2 separate regions of the Hordeum vulgare genome follow, and region 1 is linked to region 2. The links are chromatin contacts, called in public Hi-C maps. All regions are on one chromosome and are shown on one strand. Each heading gives the region's core, a stretch centred on a gene start, on an enhancer-like site or on the middle of the called end of the contact. The rest is flanking DNA. Distances are from core to core; before and after follow the strand shown.

Region 1 (5,159 bases), core at 1,677-4,176, 350 kb before region 2:
TCCAATAATTTTTCCAAAAACCTGAACATTTTTTATGAAAATGATAGACGTTTTCAAATACACTATTTTATTTTGAATTTGTGAGCGATTTTAGAATTTGGATGTGGTTTTCTAAGATTTCTAAGAATTTTTAAAAACCTGATATTTTTCCAAAATTCTCAAATATTTTTGGGAAACACAAACATTTGTTGAGTCTTTGAAGCAATTTTGAAAAACAAGAACATTTTTATGGAAAGGATTTTTTTTTTGAAAATGCAAACATTGTTTCAATTTGTGAACATATTTGAGAATCGGGAACACTTGTTGAGATTCCGATTTTTTTGGAAAGCACGGAATTTTTTTAAATCTGTTTTTTTTATTATGTGAATTTTTGAAAAAATGGAAAACTGAAAAAATGAAAAATAAAAAATAAAAACGTATATATAATAAAAGAAGGACGCTGCTATGTGTCCATTGGCGGATCTTTTAAAAAGACCCGTCGCCTCGTGAGCCGTCAGATCTGACCGATTGAGCGATCTAACATTACGTTTTATCATTGTAACATCACACATGTTGCAGGAATTTTTTGCAACATGGGTTATGTTGTAGAAATTTTTGCAACACAGATCAAGTTTCAGTTTATTTTTGCAATAAAGATCTTGTTACAGTTTTTTCTATAAGAAAGGCCTTGTTGCAATTTATTTATTTGCAACAAAGATCTCGTTCCTATTTAATTTTTCTGTAACAAAGGCCTTGTTACATTTTTTGCAACAAATACCGGACAGTGAGCAGTGAGTAGGTTGATCGAAGAAAAAAAAAGAAAATTACTCTGGCAAGACACGCATCACACAGACGAGTCGGTGGATGCTCGCATGAGATCCGCCGGTGGAAGATCTGACACAGATCTAATGGGGTGAACATATTTTTTCTAGTCAGCAACAAAGATGTTGTTGCGAAAATATTTATAACAAAGGTTGTGTTGCGGAATTTTGCGCAACAAAGGTTCCGTTGTGGATTTTCTTTGCAACAGAGGTTGTGTTGCAGAATATTTTTTTGGCAACAAAGGTCTTGTTGTGATTTTTTTTGCCAAAGAGGTCTTGTTACGGATTTTTTATAGTGGAGGTCTTGTTGCACATTTGTTTTTTTACAACAACATTGATGTTACAGAAGTGGACAACGCCTTGCCGTCGTCGGTGTCGAGCATAGGTCGTCTTCTTCATCACCCGGTAGCATTACGAACGGGCATCGTCGATCTAGAAGAGGGACGAGGAGGGAGGGTGGATGGTTGTGAGGCGGCCGACGACCGCGATGGCAGAGCGCGTGCTCATTGGCGTCAGTGGCGGTCTCGCCGGCTGCTCAGATTCCAGCACCTCGTATGGATGAAGGAGAGAAGAGGGAGGAGCATGAGGACAGAGCGACATAGCTCGTCAATGGCGGTCGGAGAAGAGCTCCGGCGTGTGTGCTCGAGCGGCCATGGCCACTAGTCATGAGCGCATGAAGACGGGAGAGGTGACCTCATCGACATGCTTGTCGGCGGCGGCGTTTGCATGCTATGTGTGGCCTCATCCACATGCTGCCGGCGGCGAGCAGCAATGGCGGCGGTTGGAGGAGCGCATGGAGGCATCGGCTTGGCTGGAAGCTCGGAAGAGCACGAGAAGATCTAGATCCAGATCCCGCAACACATCACTAGTTACGGTGGGGGAATTGCATCAACAACTCGGTTGCGAAAACTAGTCTAAATGATGTGTAGCTCCCGATCCATCAATAAAATCTGGTTTGACGGCTACAGAACCGGCGAACACATGCATTATTATCGGTCGGATGATTAGAATTATTTCTCATAAAAAAAAGGGAAAAGCTAGTGGTTAACCGACGGATCTTTTCTCCCACATCTGTCACGTTCTACGCTTGACATATGTCTTGATGGACCAGCGCATCACTTCTTGCTTTCATCCCAATCTTCACCAAAATGGTCACATATATTTGTATCTCCTCTCCATGCGTTGAATCTAAGCTTCACCGGCAACCTTTTTCAGATCTCATCTTAACATGCATAGCACTTCGTACTCCAGTTCTTGCAACTTGCCACTTGTTTCGGAAAGGCATACCGGAACAACCACACGTTCTCACATTGACCCTACCACCCATACCTCTATCTCACCATCCCCTGCCTATTTTCCACGGATCTCATCCCCACCTCTTCTCAAACAAGCATGTTGCTGCAACCCAACCACATCGGCGGCGGCCACTGACGTCCTTCCTTCTTCGTAAAAACACGGGTGCTGCAGAGACAACGGGTTGCTCTCTCCGCTGCAACAGTCGGTGTTCTTGCAAGTTTTCGCAACAACAATATTTTTACAGGAATACATAAAAGAGGCTGGAGATGTTGGGTCGTATTGCAATGAAGGTTTTGCAACATAGGTCTTGTTATAGAAAGAGAAGAAGAAGTTCTGCATCAAGGGTCTTGTTACAGAAAAGTAAAGTTTTTTGTTTGCAACAGATATCGTGTTGCAGGAAATTAGAGAAGCGAAGATTTTGTAACAGAGGTCTTATTGCAGAAAAATAGAAAAAAGATTTTTTTTGTCACATGACTCTTGTCACAGAAAGTTAGAGAAGAAGAGAGTTTGCAAAAAAACACTGCTACAAAAAATAAATAAGAAGAAATAACGTCTCATCTCATACAATCGGACGACTCGCAAGACGACGGATAAGATCCTCCGGCCGACGCGTAGCACGGTCCTAAAAGAAAAAGGAAAAAGAGACATAAAGAACTGGATAAAAACACTCTATAGAAGGTTCTCAAAACCAGGATAGAAATGGGCCGTCCACCCGGTCGCTGGGTCGCACGTCCGTGCTGTGCGAAAGCGAGGACGGCTCGACGTCCGGTGTTGCGCACCGCGCTGTGCAGGAGTATTATCCCTGGCTGGCATTATATTCGGGTCAGTTTCGGATAGAAAATGAGAGGCGGGCCAGAAAGTGCACCTTGCACTCAAATCCATCCTGCTGACTTCTCAGCTCGGTCACCTCCGTTCCATGGTGTACCATGCTGATGGTGGCCGCCGCCGCTGCAGCAGCGCCAGACCAGCCCTTCTTCTCCCAGCCCCGCCGCCCCCCACAGCCCGCTAGCCTCTTCTCCCTAAGGAAACCCGGCGGCTCGGCCCTCCCGCCTCACTCCTCGCGCTGTCGCTGCCACTGCCCCTCCTGGAGCAACAGCGCGCACGCGCGCCGGAGCAGCCATTGCCGGTATGATATGATGTGACATGATACGGATGAATGTGTGCGCGCCTGCTATGTGCTTTGTGCCTTTGTCAGTGCTACAGTCGCTGAATTCGGCTGTGTGGACGGTGCAGTGCCGGTGCGACGCCGGACCACCCGGGCGAGCCGCCGCCGCCGTCGGGCAGGGGCGGCCGTTACCATCCCTGGGAGGATATCGCCGAGACGCTTCAGCTCGACGACGGCGAGCCCGCGCGCCTCACCGACGCCGAATCCGCCCGGACAATCGTGGAGGTCAGAAAATTTGCTCCGTCCATTAGAGTCTTCTGCACTGCATTTCTGTCAAGTGCGAGGAGACTATTACGGTCAGTCAGAAGTATTCAGCAGTGCAATGCAATGACCCTCGGGAGTTATTCTATCTGCCCCTGTCTGTTTTGAAGCGTACTCTGAATTTCAGGCTATGACAGCTTTGGTTGTTCAGATAAACAACTGAACCATCGGTCTTTAACTTCAGATAAACAAGATTGATCTATGAATAATAGATAGTCTTTTAGTTGGTTTGTGTTTCCCCACCTCAGGGTTAGATAGTCTTTTAGTTGATTTGTGTTTCCCCACCTGATTGGTATGTTTTCCTTTCTACTTGAGAACAATTCCATAAAGAAAATAAAAAATTGGAAGAAAAAAAATCCTACTGCTTTCGGTCAATAAAATTGAGTCTCCAGTGCTGAATCGTGCAATATGCATGCTCAGGTCAACAACAATGCAACGGTGATGATCTCCACGCTCATCGATGACGGCGTGCACGAGAGGATCATCCTGCCCGAGTTCCCCTACTTGACCGACGAGAATGGAGGTATATATGCGGCTGGTTACTTGGGTCCATAATTTGTGCAACTGTCATTTTTCTTCCATTAAGCTTACGTACGTGTGGCAATCTACTCAGATATTTACTTCGAGGTCGACAACGACGACGCGGTCATGGAAAACATTATGGGAGACGACAAGATTGCGGTAACAATTCTTTTATTTATTTTTATGAAGGGTAACAATTCTGATATAATTCTCCACTTCTCAATCCCGAAAAAAAACCAGTTATCTTCGTGAAAAGGTCAATTATGTAGTGTTGTGTCTTGTGGCTTGTGCCTGCACTTAAGTTAATATGTTGTTGGTATCTGCAGCATGTTATCATTGGACTCGATAACACAGATGTCTTTGCTGACTTGGATCTAGCGGCAGCGTCATCAACTTCATTTGCACAAGAAGAAGAAGAAGAAGAAGAAGAGGAGGAAGAAGACGATGATTCTGGCGATTCTGATGATGAATATGAGGAGGTAGTAAAATTCTTCACAGCTGGGAAACTGGCCAACAGCAATATAGTTCAGTGATTTACCTTGATGCTGTGTGTCTGAAAACATGTAGGAGGGCATATATGCTGTTGATGAAGAAGATGGGGATGATGATGATGAAGATGATGATGCACCTAACTGGTCCAACCTTGAAACTGTAAATTCTTGTCATCCACTATACTTTGCGAGGATGATTGTGGAGGTAGATTATTGAAACTCAATTAGCATCCATCAGCTTATGTACCACCCTTTCTGAATCACTTTATTAGCCACTCTGCTCTTAACTTTTATTGTCAGAATGCGAGCAAATCAAGTATAGATTGGTTGGACCGACCACCTGCAAGCCTTGTTGTTGAGGGTCAGCTGAGACCTGCGTTTGCTGAAGAGAGCACCATGGTTTCCAGGCATTTATTAAATGGTTGTTGCAACGAACCTGTAAATGAACCTTCCATTCATCACATATTTGCTTTCCTGAAACATAGGACTAATCTTACAGCTCCCGGAATTTCGGCAGGTGATGAACCACTGAAAGACGACAAAAAGGGAAGTGGGGCTACATTTTTCAAGGTTGAAGTTCTCAGCATTGAGCTGATCACTGCATATGGTACAGAGGTATGTCTA
Region 2 (4,739 bases), core at 1,617-4,116:
CTGCCGCGGCTAGGCGCGGGCGGGCTCAGGCGAGCGCTGCCGTGGCCAGGCGCGGGCGGGTACGGCCACTGCCCGGCACGGCTGGGCGCGGGGCCGCGGGCACGACCACGGCCTTGCGCAGGGCGTGGCGCGGGTGGCATGTGCGCCTCGCGTTGGGAGTCGACGAAGACGACGCCGTAGGCGGGCGATACGGGAAGGAGACCGAGGCCGCTTGGGAAGCCGTCGAGGCTGGGGCCGTGCGCCGCCGCTGCCACGGGACGAGCCTCGTGGCGCAGCGCAAGCGGCCTGGCGGACGGGCGCTGGGCACGGGCGGGCGCGGCGCGGTGGCCGCGTTCTAGAGCGCCGTGGCCAGATCCTGGCGCTGCCGACCACAGCGTCGGCGGGCAAGTGCGAGTGCCGCCATGGTCAGACGCGGGCACGAGCGGGCGGGTCCGGCCACGGCTTGGCGCGAGCGGGCCAGTCACGCATACGGATGCGGCGGCTACGACGGGGCACACCCGCATGGTTCCCAGTTCCTGGTACGATTGATCCATTCTTAAAATGCAGCCAGCGATTAGTTGGTTATTTCCTCGAATAATCATGGAAAGAACTAAATCAAAATACGTATTCTTGATCAATTTTCCCTTGTATAGGAGCATGCATCGGATGCCAAGATTTGCTTAGACGGTGTCATCCCCGTGCTCGGCGCTGATGATGCCGGGGGGCGGGAATGGTTGCCACGCCCTGGTCGAAAGAAGTCACGCCGGCAGGAGCGACGTCAATGCAAGGGGCGTCAACCGTGCCAAAGAGCATCGCGGCCTTGTTGTCGTCGTCTCCTATGTGCTGCCGGTTAGAGCGTGCTGATAACGTGTTCGAAGATGAAAACGAAAGTGATAATAAGAATCCTTAATCTTTATTGATGAGACTGCTGATATATATACAATGCCAAGGGACGCTTCTCAATAGACGTCCACAGCAAAGGATGCGAGCCACTGTCGCGACTGTTGTCAAAAGACAACCGTCGGCAGTTCCTAATCCCATAATTAATTCTAACAAAAACATGTGCAACAATCTAATGGCACGCGGTGGAGGCCAAGGCCTGCATACGTGCAATTCCACGCCTTGAATAATTGCTTGCACGGCTGGCAACCAAAACTCATGTGCGATATGTGGGTGGTCACATCGATCCCGGCCACTCGGCCGCTGCTGGTGTACGATGTGAAGCACCATGTGAGTGGGGGGGTGTCACCATTTCAGTGTTGGAAAAATGTACTAGTACAAAGGTGTTTTTTGCTGGACACGGCTCGCCGCGTGCCGCCTCTCGGGAGGGTAACATGGGCCTCCGAGCCGTTCCGATGATGCACGGGACAGACACGGCTTATTCCCGATGACAACGTTGATTTCCAATCTCCAAAAGCTTGGAGTCGTGCCGTGCCACCAACGGTGCAAATTGGACCCATGAACCCCGTGAGGGATCCACGATTCCACATACGTAGATAATACGTATTCTCTTCGTTCCTAAATATAAGTCTTTTTAAAAATAAAAATACGCACGAAACAAAATAAGTAAAGAACAGGACTACACAGCGGCGCCGCACTGATGTCTTTCGGTGCGACGGTTGTACCACGTCTGCTAATTGGCAAATTGCCATGAAAAGTAGCCACGTGCATACTTAATTGCCATAAAAAGTAGCCACATGCATGCTTAATTGCCATGAAAAGTAGCCACATGCATGCTTAATTGCCATGAAAAGTAGCCACATGCATGCTTAATTGTCATGAAAAGTAGCCACATGCATGAACATAAATTATGTGCACGCATTCATTGCAAGAAGTATAAAAAGAGCAACATGCAATGGCAGGCTGGCAGCCCAAGAAAAAAGCATACAACGCAACAATTCTCTTTGATGTTTGAAATTCAAAAAGTTTTATCTACAAAACCGTAAAGTCAATCGATGATCTGTTTTCACCATTGACTTTCTTGCGACGAGTTCTTCGAAACTAGATCTCATGTCGACATGTTCTGCCAATTATTTTTCCGGTTCATACTTGCCACATTTTTTGACCTCACTTGCCATATTATTAACCACTTGTGTGAGAAAAATAACTTAATTGCCACTTTTTAATATTGTTTCGTATAAAGCCTTGTAGCAGTTTATATTATGAATGATATAAAAAAGCATGTAATAGGTTGTGTTTGTCAATTTAAATATGCTAACATGTCGTATTTACATACAACTTTGTCAGAAAACTATTTTGTGTGCTTGTTAGTTTAACAATGCCGAGTTGACATATTACAAACGATGATCAAAAAAGATTTCTTATGGTCATCGATTTTAAATATGTTGAGTTGTCATATTTTCGCGTGTAATCGCCTATAAAAAGTTGTTTGTGTTTGTTAGTATGATTATGTCGAGATATCATATTTATATGCAATTTTTAAAAAAATATGACGATTAATTTATTTTTTATCAAAGAAGTAAGTACTTATTAATATGACAAATAAGTGAAACAAATGTGGTAAGTACGAGTAAAAATAAAGTTGTCGAAACATATCAATATGGGATCTAGTTTTGAAGATTTCGTCGAAACAAAGTCACCGGCAAAAACGGATCATCGATCGAATTAACGATTTAAGAGATAAAAGTTTTTGAATTTTGATTATTTAGAGATGAATCATTGCATGCATGCACGCATGCATTACGATGAGAATCGTATTGTATGCTTGCTCAGCGGCCGGACGGTGCTGCCTAGATGCGGCGCCGTTAGTTAGATTTTTCCATAAGTAAATCGTATGTCCATATACGAGTAGGAGTGAGCGAGCCACGTCCAGCGTACAGTGGGTGGCTGTCTCGCTCCATCTGGCAACAATGGGCCATGGTACGCTGACGTGGCAGACCACCGTGCCGTGCGAGCAGGATCGTATCGTGTGTTTGGCGCTGACCTGCGGGCCCGCGCGCGCTCGTCGCCGTTGGTATAAAACGCCCGGAGACTTCCCCCCCAGCAACCGTCCAAGGGAGTCCAGCAGCGCCCGCGCACTAGCAGAGTGAAGTGAAGAGCAGAAGAAGCTTCTGTCGTCGTGTCACTGTGCCTGTGCGTGAGGAGAGAGGTCGCTGCAGCGTTCGTGCTTTCATGGTGGCTGCAGCGCGTGCTCCGCTTCTCAGAAAGCCGCCGGCGAGGGAGGAGGAGGGGGAGGCGGAGGGGATGCCGGTGGTGGCGGAGGAGGGGTTGTCGGACCTGGAGACGGCGTCGTCGACGGGGGCGCCCAACTCGAGCCTGAGCTCGGCCAGCAGCGCCGGCAGCGTCGCGCGGTGCTCCAGCCTCTCGCGGCTCTCCTTCGACTGCACCCCGTCGGCCGCCATGGCGGCGGCGGCTGCGGCTACCGCCGCCTGCGGCTCCCCGCGCCCGTCCGTGGCGTTCCGGCCGCACCGGTCCAGCGACGCGGCGTGGGCGGCCATCCGCGCGCTCTCGGCCTCCTCCCCGGCGACGCCGCTCGGCCCCGCGGACTTCAAGCTGGTCCGGCGCGTCGGCGGCGGCGACATCGGCACGGTCTACCTCTGCCGCCTCCGGACCTCGGCGTCCGCGTGCCTCTACGCGATGAAGGTGGTGGACCGCCGCGCCGTGGCCAAGAAACACAAGCTGGAGCGCGCGGCCGCCGAGAGGCGCATCCTGCGGCTGCTCGACCACCCGTTCCTCCCCACGCTCTTCGCCGACTTCGACGCCGCCCCGCGCTTCTCCTGCGTCGTCATGGAGTTCTGCCCCGGCGGCGACCTCCACTCCCTCCGCCACCGCATGCCCTCCCGCCGCTTCCCGCTCCCCTCCGCGCGCTTCTACGCCGCCGAGGTGCTCCTGGCGCTCGAGTACCTGCACATGATGGGCATCGTCTACCGCGACCTCAAGCCGGAGAACGTGCTGATACGCGCCGACGGACACATCATGCTCACCGACTTCGACCTGTCGCTCGAGTCCACGTCGTCGCCGTCGCTCCAGCCCGCCGTCCCCAACGATGAAGAGGAAGTGCCGGAGAACGTGTCATGCTTCCCGATACGTTTCAAGCGGCGGAGGCACCGTCGCCGGTGCGCGGCGTCCCCCCCGCGGTTCGTGGCGGAGCCTGTGTCAGCGCGGTCGTGCTCGTTCGTCGGCACGCACGAGTACGTCGCCCCGGAGGTGGCCGGCGGGGGCGCGCACGGAGCCGCCGTGGACTGGTGGGCCTACGGCGTGTTCCTCTACGAGCTCCTCCACGGCCGCACCCCGTTCGCCGGCGCCACCAACGAGGACACGCTCCGCAACATCGTGCGCGCCCCGCTCACCTTCCCCACCTCCTCCGGCGCCGGCTGCCACGCCGACACCGCGGCGGCGCGGGACCTCATCGCGCGCCTGCTCACCAAGGACCCCGCCGCCCGCCTCGGGTCCCGCCACGGCGCCGCCGACGTGAAGGCGCACCCCTTCTTCAAGAGCCTCAACTTGGCGCTGCTCCGGTCGTCCAGGCCGCCCGTCGTCCCCAGCGCCCCGCTGCACCGGTCGCAGTCATGCAAGACGCCGGCGTCGCGCAAGCCGGACACGAAGCGCTTCGACCTCTTCTGACCGGCCGACGTCGTCCTCCTCCTCCTCCTCCCCGAGTCAACACCGGCGGCCGGCAGGCTGGACACAAACCTCTCCTCCGGCCATCTCGTGCCGACGTTAACCCCTTGATAATTACTCCTAGCTAGCGCATGCATGCATTGACCTAGCCTACTACTACTACTATAGCAGTATAGCTG

Evidence for each region. A called contact is a pair of places that touch in the nucleus more often than the background predicts.
Region 1: a contact with region 2 is called in a Hi-C map of seedling, with 2.0 times the contacts expected there. The contact joins the promoter of LOC123397985 here to the promoter of LOC123398078 in region 2. A contact is called at or near these places in 2 of 6 Hi-C or Micro-C datasets (leaf and seedling).

The regions. Positions count from the first base shown.
Region 1 is chr5H:19,945,968-19,951,126 of MorexV3_pseudomolecules_assembly, reverse strand. LOC123397985 reads left to right here and starts at 2,926. Exons shown (of 10, transcript XM_045092493.1): 1 at 2,926-3,222; 2 at 3,330-3,486; 3 at 3,943-4,045; 4 at 4,136-4,203; 5 at 4,371-4,523; 6 at 4,612-4,740; 7 at 4,836-5,150. The coding sequence starts at 3,023.
Region 2 is chr5H:19,600,370-19,605,108 of MorexV3_pseudomolecules_assembly, reverse strand. LOC123398078 (protein kinase PINOID-like) reads left to right here and starts at 2,866. Exons shown (of 1, transcript XM_045092584.1): 1 at 2,866-4,739. The coding sequence starts at 3,112. The coding sequence ends at 4,563. It also overlaps the pseudogene LOC123398079.